Regions from separate parts of the Mus musculus genome. Here region 2 is linked to region 1. A link is a contact called in public HiChIP or PLAC-seq data. All regions are on one chromosome and are shown on one strand. The core of a region is the stretch at or near the end of the contact, and the rest is flanking DNA. Distances in the headings are between cores, read along the strand shown. Region 1 has its middle 37 kb from the start of Neurl1b. Region 2 overlaps Ip6k3 (inositol hexaphosphate kinase 3).

Evidence for each region. HiChIP or PLAC-seq counts read pairs in DNA pulled down with a chosen protein or histone mark.
Region 2: an HNF4G HiChIP or PLAC-seq map of pancreatic cancer cells shows a contact between it and region 1. The contact joins two enhancer-like sites. A contact is called at or near these places in 2 of 39 promoter capture datasets (liver and pre-B cells) and 1 of 115 datasets of contacts at active chromatin or transcription factors (pancreatic cancer cells).

Annotation. Positions count from the first base shown.
Region 1 is chr17:26,450,105-26,454,229 of GRCm38.p6, reverse strand. No RefSeq gene overlaps it. Among named protein-coding and RNA genes, the nearest start is that of Neurl1b, 37 kb to the right of the region's middle. Within about 2 kb of position 2,394, at least 57 of the 459 cell types and tissues checked have an H3K27ac peak or open chromatin away from gene starts, as enhancers often do. A contact at or near this core is called in pancreatic cancer cells, where this site is marked.
Region 2 is chr17:27,159,110-27,163,234 of GRCm38.p6, reverse strand. The region is part of intron 1 of Ip6k3 (inositol hexaphosphate kinase 3); the gene reads left to right. Among named protein-coding and RNA genes, the nearest start is that of Ip6k3, 6.6 kb to the left of the region's middle. Within about 2 kb of position 2,119, at least 49 of the 459 cell types and tissues checked have an H3K27ac peak or open chromatin away from gene starts, as enhancers often do. A contact at or near this core is called in pancreatic cancer cells, where this site is marked.

The sequences.
Region 1 (4,125 bases), core at 1,145-3,644:
ATTGTCAGGAAATCAGCAGTTCAGTTCATAGGTCAGTAGAGGCAGCTCGATCCACTTGCAAACACTTCACGGATCCACCAGCAGTCCAGTTCAGTAGTGTCAGGATAGCAGCAGCGGTGGCTCAACCTAGCAGAGACAGCCAGGCCTCAGCAGACTAGGCACGAGTCAGCAGGAGAAACAGGACCACCAGGGATGTCAGGAGTTCTTGGCTGTGCCTCTCTCAGTGAACCGACGATATGCCATTGAAGACGAGAGACCAAGAAGCATTGCACAGCTAGCTCTACAGGCAAGCCCCGTCACTGTCCATTGGGTCCTATTTATACTCCCTCCAAATGTCATGTGTCCTCTATGGGTCTTGCCTGGATATGTGTCTTGCCTCAGCACATGAGTCTCTCTTAGCAAAACTCCATGTGAGTTTGTTATCAATTGACATCACTCTGACAACCTGCCTGAGTCCACGGAAGCAGCAAGAAGCCACCAGTGCACCACCAGAAGTTTTTTGGTGTGTTTCTCTCTATCGGGTCCTGACAAATGATGAGCAATGGTAAGGCACACCATTCCCACTCAACACCATCCACTGTCGGTTGGATCCTTCTAAACAGCATGTGTCCCAGTGAAATGTTCCTTCACAAGTCTGCCTAAGTGAGACATCCTTTCACCTGTGTCCTCTTCAGGGAAACACTCCTTCAGGCATCTGCCCCAGCAAAACACTATCTGACACAACTGACTTTCCAAAGAAACCAGAAGTCTCCACTTCAGTATGGCCTATCTGCCCGAGGGCCACTGTGTCCCTGAGAGGGCAGGCTGGCACTATTGCTGCTTGTTGTTAGCTAGTGTGCAGAGGTAGCCACGCATGTTATCAGTTATCATCCTGAAAAGTAACTGGCTTTGTGACCCAGCAGAAACTTGCCACACACTAGACCATGCCTCTGAATCACTGGGTCACAAATTCCTCAAGTTCTGGGATATTCATATTCCAGTCGCTAAAGCTATACATTTAGCACTCCTAATATGCTGTCTTATGTCTGTGTTCCCATTGCCTCTCTTTAAGGTTCCTGGCATAGGTAGGCTGGGTGAATTAAAGTGAGCCTGAGACCAGTGACCTGAGGCAAGGACCAGGTGCATGACCCACCTCCTGGTCCTTCAGGGTGTGGTAATCCTGGGATCCTATCGGGGTCTGAGCTTCTCCAGTAGGCTCCCACCACCGTGCCAGGCCATCCAAAAACAGCCTCCAAGTCACCCTGATATCCCCACATCCTGAAAACACCAACCTGCAAAGCCAACTACTGGGTTTTCACTTTCCTGATTGCTGGGTGTCACCTGGAGGGTGACACCTGGAGGGTGCTGGGTGGGGTGGAAGTGTTGATCTGGATTTGATCAGAGAGCCAGCTGCCTATGTGAGTTGGAGGGGCGCCACATTTCATCATGTCCACTAGAGGGAGATGATGTTTCATCTTCCAAAAAGCCACAGTTGCCTCTCTTCAAAAAGCTGAAACCCCTTCCAACTTCAGCTTTATGGCTTTCCAGAGGCCTAAGTGTGGGCTGTCCCTGAGCAGGGGCCCTTGTGTCAATTCAGGGAGGAAACCTGCTTAAGAGCCGTCAGGGAATGGCTTCTGAGGACATCTTGGGGAAGAGCCTGATGAGGCAGGAGAATGCCAAATTGGACTGTTGCCCCAGACCCAGTGGTGCACCCACCTGCTGACCTGTCTGCTCCTTGGCCGGGCAGCCCCTTTCTGCTGGTGGGACTCAGGACAGTATCCCTGCTGGCCAAAAGCTGCCTGCCTCTAGTGCCTGGCTTTTCTGAAACCTTAGAAGAGGCTCACCTAAGCCTCGGCCTCTGTATCACCGCCACAGTAGCTAAAGCAATGCCCCTGTGAAAAGGTGTCTCTATTTTTCAGGGCACAGCCAAAGGGGGCCTGTGTGGAGGTGAGATTGGCACAGAGAAGGAGGAGTCTGAGAGGGAGCAGGGGGAGTGTCTGAAGGATTCCCTTTTAGCAACTTCTGACGTCTATCCTGTGCTGGCTCATGAGACCTTCCCCTCGGCTCATTTCCATCCCCCTGAAGTGGGCTGGCTGTCCCTGGGAGCAGTGCAGAGGCTGGAAGCAATGACTGGGTTTCAGGCAGCTCCACTGCCTTTGCTGGGGAAGGCCTGGCCTTTCCCACGCCTCCCCTGGAATTCGAGACTGCTCCTGGGAGTTGAGCAAAAGTGTGACTTTCCCTCCAGAGTCAGAAGGTTAGCCTCCCAGGCCTGGACCAGCATTCTTGACCAGGAACCAAAACAAACAAGGGGACGGGGCCAGAGCAGGCTCAGAAGCAGGCCTGGTAAGCCCCTGTCTCAGCACCCTGGTTTCATTCTTTGTGGGAAGGAGGTGCGCTAAATTTAGAGACCGGTTTGGTGGAGGTGGGACAGAACTCAATAGCTCCACCACGTGGTGGTAGACTGCAGGGAGCAGAGCTGTGTATAGCCCAGCAGGTTGTCACTGGGGGAACAAACAACTGCCTAGTCCTCTTTATCCAAAAAGAGACACCTAACACCCCAAGGGGGCAAATGCAAGCATTGTGTTGCAAGCACCTTCCTTCTGGCCTGCAGCATCCATGTGCCCTCCATGTTCCTGTCTGCAGCTCACTGCTTCCACCTGGGGCCATTGTGAAGTATTTGAGGGTTACTCAGCTAGAGCCCTGCCCTACCACGACAGCAGATCTGACAAGCCAATTAACTTCACTGTGGCTACTGGCTGAGTAGCATATACATTGTGGACACTTGGAAGGATGTATGTACAGTGTAAGCCTGTGGGTCATTTATTACCAGAGTGTTCTGTGTAGTATTCAGACCAAGGTTGACTGTGGGTAAACCATAGAACGGATGGAAATCAGGATAAAATAGAGTCCTGTACTTAGCATTGACTATGTGGCATCACTGTGACCTAACCCACAAGGTGGGGGATGCCTCTCTTTCCTCAGAGATCCAACTAGGCTGAGAGGGAAGGGGTTTCACCCAGAAGCAGGTCTGGACCTGAATGTGTGTTCATGCTCTCTCATCCACCATGCTAGATCCCAGAGGCCCTGTGCTAGCTGACACCAAAAGCCCCAGGCAGTATGCCAACCTACTGGCGAGAAGATGGAGTTTAGGGAGGGGCCTCCCTTTCATAGATGGCTCCAGGGTGCTGTCACATGCAGAGTGATTTTTTTGAGATAGTGGAGAGGGTCTCACACAGGAGGTGGGTGGAGTAGTGTGTAGGCTCCAGGACTGCCAAGCAACTCCAGAGCTGATCTTGTGCTGCTCGGGCAGCTGAGGCTGCAGTAATAGGCCTTATGTACAGCCTCGGAAAAGATGCCTAGGCCTAGGCGGGCCACATCTGGGACAGCAGGCAGAAAAGGGGACCAGGGCTGGTACCTCCTCTCTGGATGTATTTAATAGTCAGGGTCAAGTTTTGTTTCCAGAACTGGATGCCCGGAATACTTGAGTTCTTCCCATCTTCATGTAGAAGTCAAAACAACTTCCAGAACCAGGCTGAACCTATAGGAAGCCTAGGTGAGACCCTGGTTCTGGGAGGGCACAATGGTACATCATCGTCCAGATATGGCCACTGCTTCTCTTTGCCCATCTGTGTTTCAAATTAATGAGTGGTCTTTTTCTTCTTTTTCTTCTCTTTCTTTTCTCCCTTCTCTTTCCCCACTCTCTTCACTTCCTTCCTTTCTACTGGAGATTTAGCCACAGGTCAGCTGGACTGCAGCAAAAGAGCCAGTCCATTCAAAGCCTGCCTCACCTGCAGGCCCTGCCCTCATCGAGCCTCCTCCTCCTCTGCTTCCCTACAGGGCCAGAACACCTGGGGAGGTGGGTGAAGGCTGTGATGAAATTCCTTGGAAGATTCATTTGCCTTGGTAAAATCACCAGGACTAGATGCTGGAGCAGAATGAAGAAGTCAGAGAAGAAAGCTTTCGGCTACACAGTAAGGTAGAGAACTCCTGTTTCTGGTCCTGCTTCTCTTTAGTGGCAGCAGGGCCTACTCCAGAGTTTTTGTGAGGACCGGTGGATGAAATGGAAGTCATTCACGTGTAGGAAGTGCTCACTAAATGACCCCTTATTGTTAGCTCTGTGTGCTACTCAGCGTGCAGAACCTCAAG
Region 2 (4,125 bases), core at 870-3,369, 710 kb before region 1:
CCTGCTGTGCCTTGCTGCAGTCTCTTTCTTAATAATGTCCTTCCCAGAATGCCCTTCCCGCGAACACCTGAGGTTTTTCAGGATATGTTCTCTCTGAAGGCTTCTGTACCTCTGTAATTTGAGTGGGGACTGTCCCCTCCCAGGCTCTTCTCTGAGGCCCAGCAAGCTTGTGTGTGTGTGTTGTGTGTGTTGTGTGTGTTGTCTGTGTGTGTGCGTGCATACAACACTCACACACACATGCTAAAGGTTGATGTAAAATGTCTTCCACAGTTATCTCTCCACCTTATTTTTTTATTTAAAATTATGAGTATGTCTCCAAACAAAAGACAAAAAAAATTAAGTATGTAGGTTTTACATGTATGTACCATGTATGTGTATATGTGTACTATGTATGTCCCTGATACCAGCAAAGTTCAGATCATCTGTTGATACCAGCAAAGTTCAGATCATCTGATCCTCAGAACCAGAGATATCGATTGTTGGAAGCCATCAGATAGGAGCTGGGAGCCGACCCCCAGTCCTCTACAAGAGCAACAAGTGCCCCTAACCACTGAACTCTCCTTCCAGCTTCTATTTCTTCATTTTTGAGACAGAATCTCTCTACAGCCCTGGCTGACCTAAAACTCGCTCTGTAGAACTAGAATTCACTGTGGCCTTGATCCACTGCCTCCACCTGCTCTGTGTTGGCACTAAAGGTGTGTGCTACGGTGCCTAGCAGCTACCTTATTTTTTGAGACAAGATCTCTCATGGGATCTCCAATTTGGCTAAGCCCCAGGAGCCCCCCCTGTCTCTGTGTCCTGGGGCTGGGGTTACAGGGGTGTACCACTGTAGCACATCTGTCCTTCCCATGGGGCTGGGGTTACAGGGGTGTACCACTGTAGCACATCTGTCCTTCCCATGGGGCTGGGGTTACAGGGGTGTACCACTGTAGCACATCTGTCCTTCCCATGGGGCTGGGGTTACAGGGGTGTACCACTGTAGCACATCTGTCCTTCCCATGGGGCTGGGGTTACAGGGGTGTACCACTGTAGCACATCTGTCCTTCCCATGGGGCTGGGGTTACAGGGGTGTACCACTGTAGCACATCTGTCCTTCCCATGGGGCTGGGGTTACAGGGGTGTACCACTGTAGCACATCTGTCCTTCTCATGGGTGCTGAGATCTAAAGTCAGATGCTCAAGCTTCTACAGCAAACACTTCAGTCACTGAGCCTTCCTGCCTCCCCCTTCCTCCGACCTGCCCCCCAGCAGGGCAGGCTGGGCTCCCCGTCCCCAGCCTCCCCGATTGTCCACCAGACTCAGCACACACACATAAACACACACACACACACACACACACACACACACACACACACACACACACACCACTCTAGTCACCTACTCCTGCCCTGTCTACTGCCTCTCTTTACATACCTGCCCTGAGCAGGTCTTCTTCAATCTCTCCGAGGCTAAGCCAGCCTCTCCCCTGCTCTTGGTCACTTCTTAGGCACCTTAACCTCAGCCCAATGCAGAACTCCCCAGCCCTTCCATAAGGACCCTGGTTACTAACTATGCAAATCAGTAGGATTCACTGTGGTATCCCGGTGTGTGCAGGTGGAGGACATGATTCATGCCCACCCTTTCTGGTCCCAGCCATTGCTCTTGTACTTTCCAGTCAACCTTTTAGGTTTCCATATGAGAGAACATGCTGTCTATTCGTGGTTCTGGGACTTGAACCCAGATCTCTGCTCTTATCATTCCTGGGCTATACCCCCTCCTCTATCCCAAAGGACTCATTTTTCAGCATAATTTCCCCCCTACCAGTAAGCCTACAGTACTTTTTTGACTATTAGAATTTGTTGATTGAGAGGGGGAAAAAAGAGAGAGAGAGAGAACAAAACTCTAGGAATCCCATAAATGTCTTTGAATGAATTCATGCACCGGTTATTACAATGCTCATACATGCTTGTGAAATGGCCGCTCCCCCTCCTTTCAGAACAGGGAGTATTCCCCAACCTAACAGAGCCAGGCTGGCTGCCACTCAGGCCTCAAAACTTCAGGAAAGGGCTTGTCCCGATGTGGCCTTACTCACTACTGGCCCTACAGCCGCACCCCAGAGGCCCAAGTTAGCCTGAGGCTTCTGGAGTGCAGCCCAGTGCTACTTCATTGAGGACATGACCCTGCCACAGGGCAGGAGGGGCCAGGGATGGGGCCTCCTGTGCACTTGCTGGGGCAAGGGACAGCCCTTTGCCGAGCCCCTTCTTGCTAAAAGCATTTCCACAACTGCTAGGGGTGTGAGGAAGAGGTGTGGGCTAGAAAAACCTAAGCAGGTAAAGGTCTCCTGTAAATGTGTCAGAATGGGGTGTCCCTTCAGGCAGGTGCCTCACTGGAGAGTCACCCATGCACTGACTGATGCCCATGTGGAGGAGTCTTGTGTGTGTACACTGTCCCCTGAACCTCGTGACAAGGCCACAGCAGTGGACAGTAGAACAAACTCTATCACCAGCTCAGCCTCAGCCTCTGTGAGCTGTGGTTGAGGGAGGGGAGATTGTGCCTCCTGACAAATCTGAGGAAGGACTCACAGGAAGAAGGGTAGGGACTTTGGGTCTGCTCAGAAGGCCCAGACAGGTAGGGCTGTTGATCTGGGACTTCTAGGAGAAGGGCTGGAGAATGGAAGCCACCGCCACCTCCACCTCCACCTCAGACCCACAGGGTCGTGGGCCACCATACAAAAAGGAGTGAAAGGAAAACAAACCTCAGACACCTCGGGCCAGTACAGAAAGCCACGGTCCCACATCTGAGCCCATTCTGCATCTGATCCATCCTCCCCAACTGCCTCACGACTGCAGACTGTGCATCCCAGGAACACAGAGACCCTCAGAGGCCTAAAACATAAAGCCTGCAAGAGCAAGTGCCTCAGTTGACCCAGCCATCAAGCCCAGTGTTCTTAAGGAAAGGCACTAGATCTCTGCCCTCAACCCCAGATTCAAGGATGGAGCTCTGCTCCAAAGTGCAGGATCTACTCTGGGAATGAACTCCCAGAGTAGGTGTAGCCAGGCCTGAGCATCTCACCTCTGAGAGGACAGGAAAGAAGGGCCAGGCTCTAGTCATCAGCAGGAAGGAAAGAGTCTCTACTGATGGGGACACTCTCCTCACATGGTGCTGGCAGCCTGGCCAGAAGCTCTTCACAGCCCCTTGTGGTTCTCCCCGTTCTTTTTCGTTTTCCTTTTTCTTTGTTGTTGGTTTTTCGAAACAGGGTTTCTCTGTGTAGCCCTGGCTGTCCTGGAACTCACTCTGTAGACCAGGCTGGCCTCGAACTCAGAAATCCGCCTGCCTCTGCCTCCCAAGTGCTGGGATTAAAGGTGAGTGCCACCACTGTCTGGCCTTCCCCTCTTTCCGAGCACCCCACCAGGACAGACACATTCACTCAGTGAGGTGCAGGGACCATCTAACATTGGGGGGACAGTAAAGCTTGTGTCTTAAAGGTAGGTTACTCTGACCAAATCCCAGTCTCTCTTTGGGGCTGTTTCCTGACTTTTAAGGTAGATAACAGACATCTGACGATAACCATCCTAGCCTCCTAGCAAGCTGGGAGCTACTGAGTGCAGACAAGCCTGGCAGGTCTTGGTTCAAATCTCGGTCCTTCTCATACCAGCTGGTGCACACAGGAAACCCTCTTGACCTTTCTGTTTCCTAAGCCAGAAAATGGACTGACAGCTCAATGACCTCATAGGGTCGTCGTAAAGGCTAGAAATTCCAGTGACCTTGGAGGGTCATCATAAGGCTAAAGCATCCAAACTACTATGTGACCTACAGCCAAGGCTACGTGTGTGGCAGTACGAGGGACTGCGTGGAACAAGGCAGTGTGTTTTGGCAGGCTTGAACTGGCATTTGAGAGCCATGCCTGGCAAGTATGGGGCTGTTCTCAGGGAGACCGGTGTGACACAGGAGCCTAGCTAGCCTCCTTCCAGGAGTGGCTATAAATGAACTTTACAGACTAGCCATTCCTCTAGTTACCATAAGTGACACTGCCTGGGGACAAGGTAAATCTCCACAGGCTGAACACCCTTGAGCCACGTGGTCTGGGTCCCATTTCCTTATCTGTCCACACATATCCCCAGATTCTCAAGGATCCTGAAAGCCACCC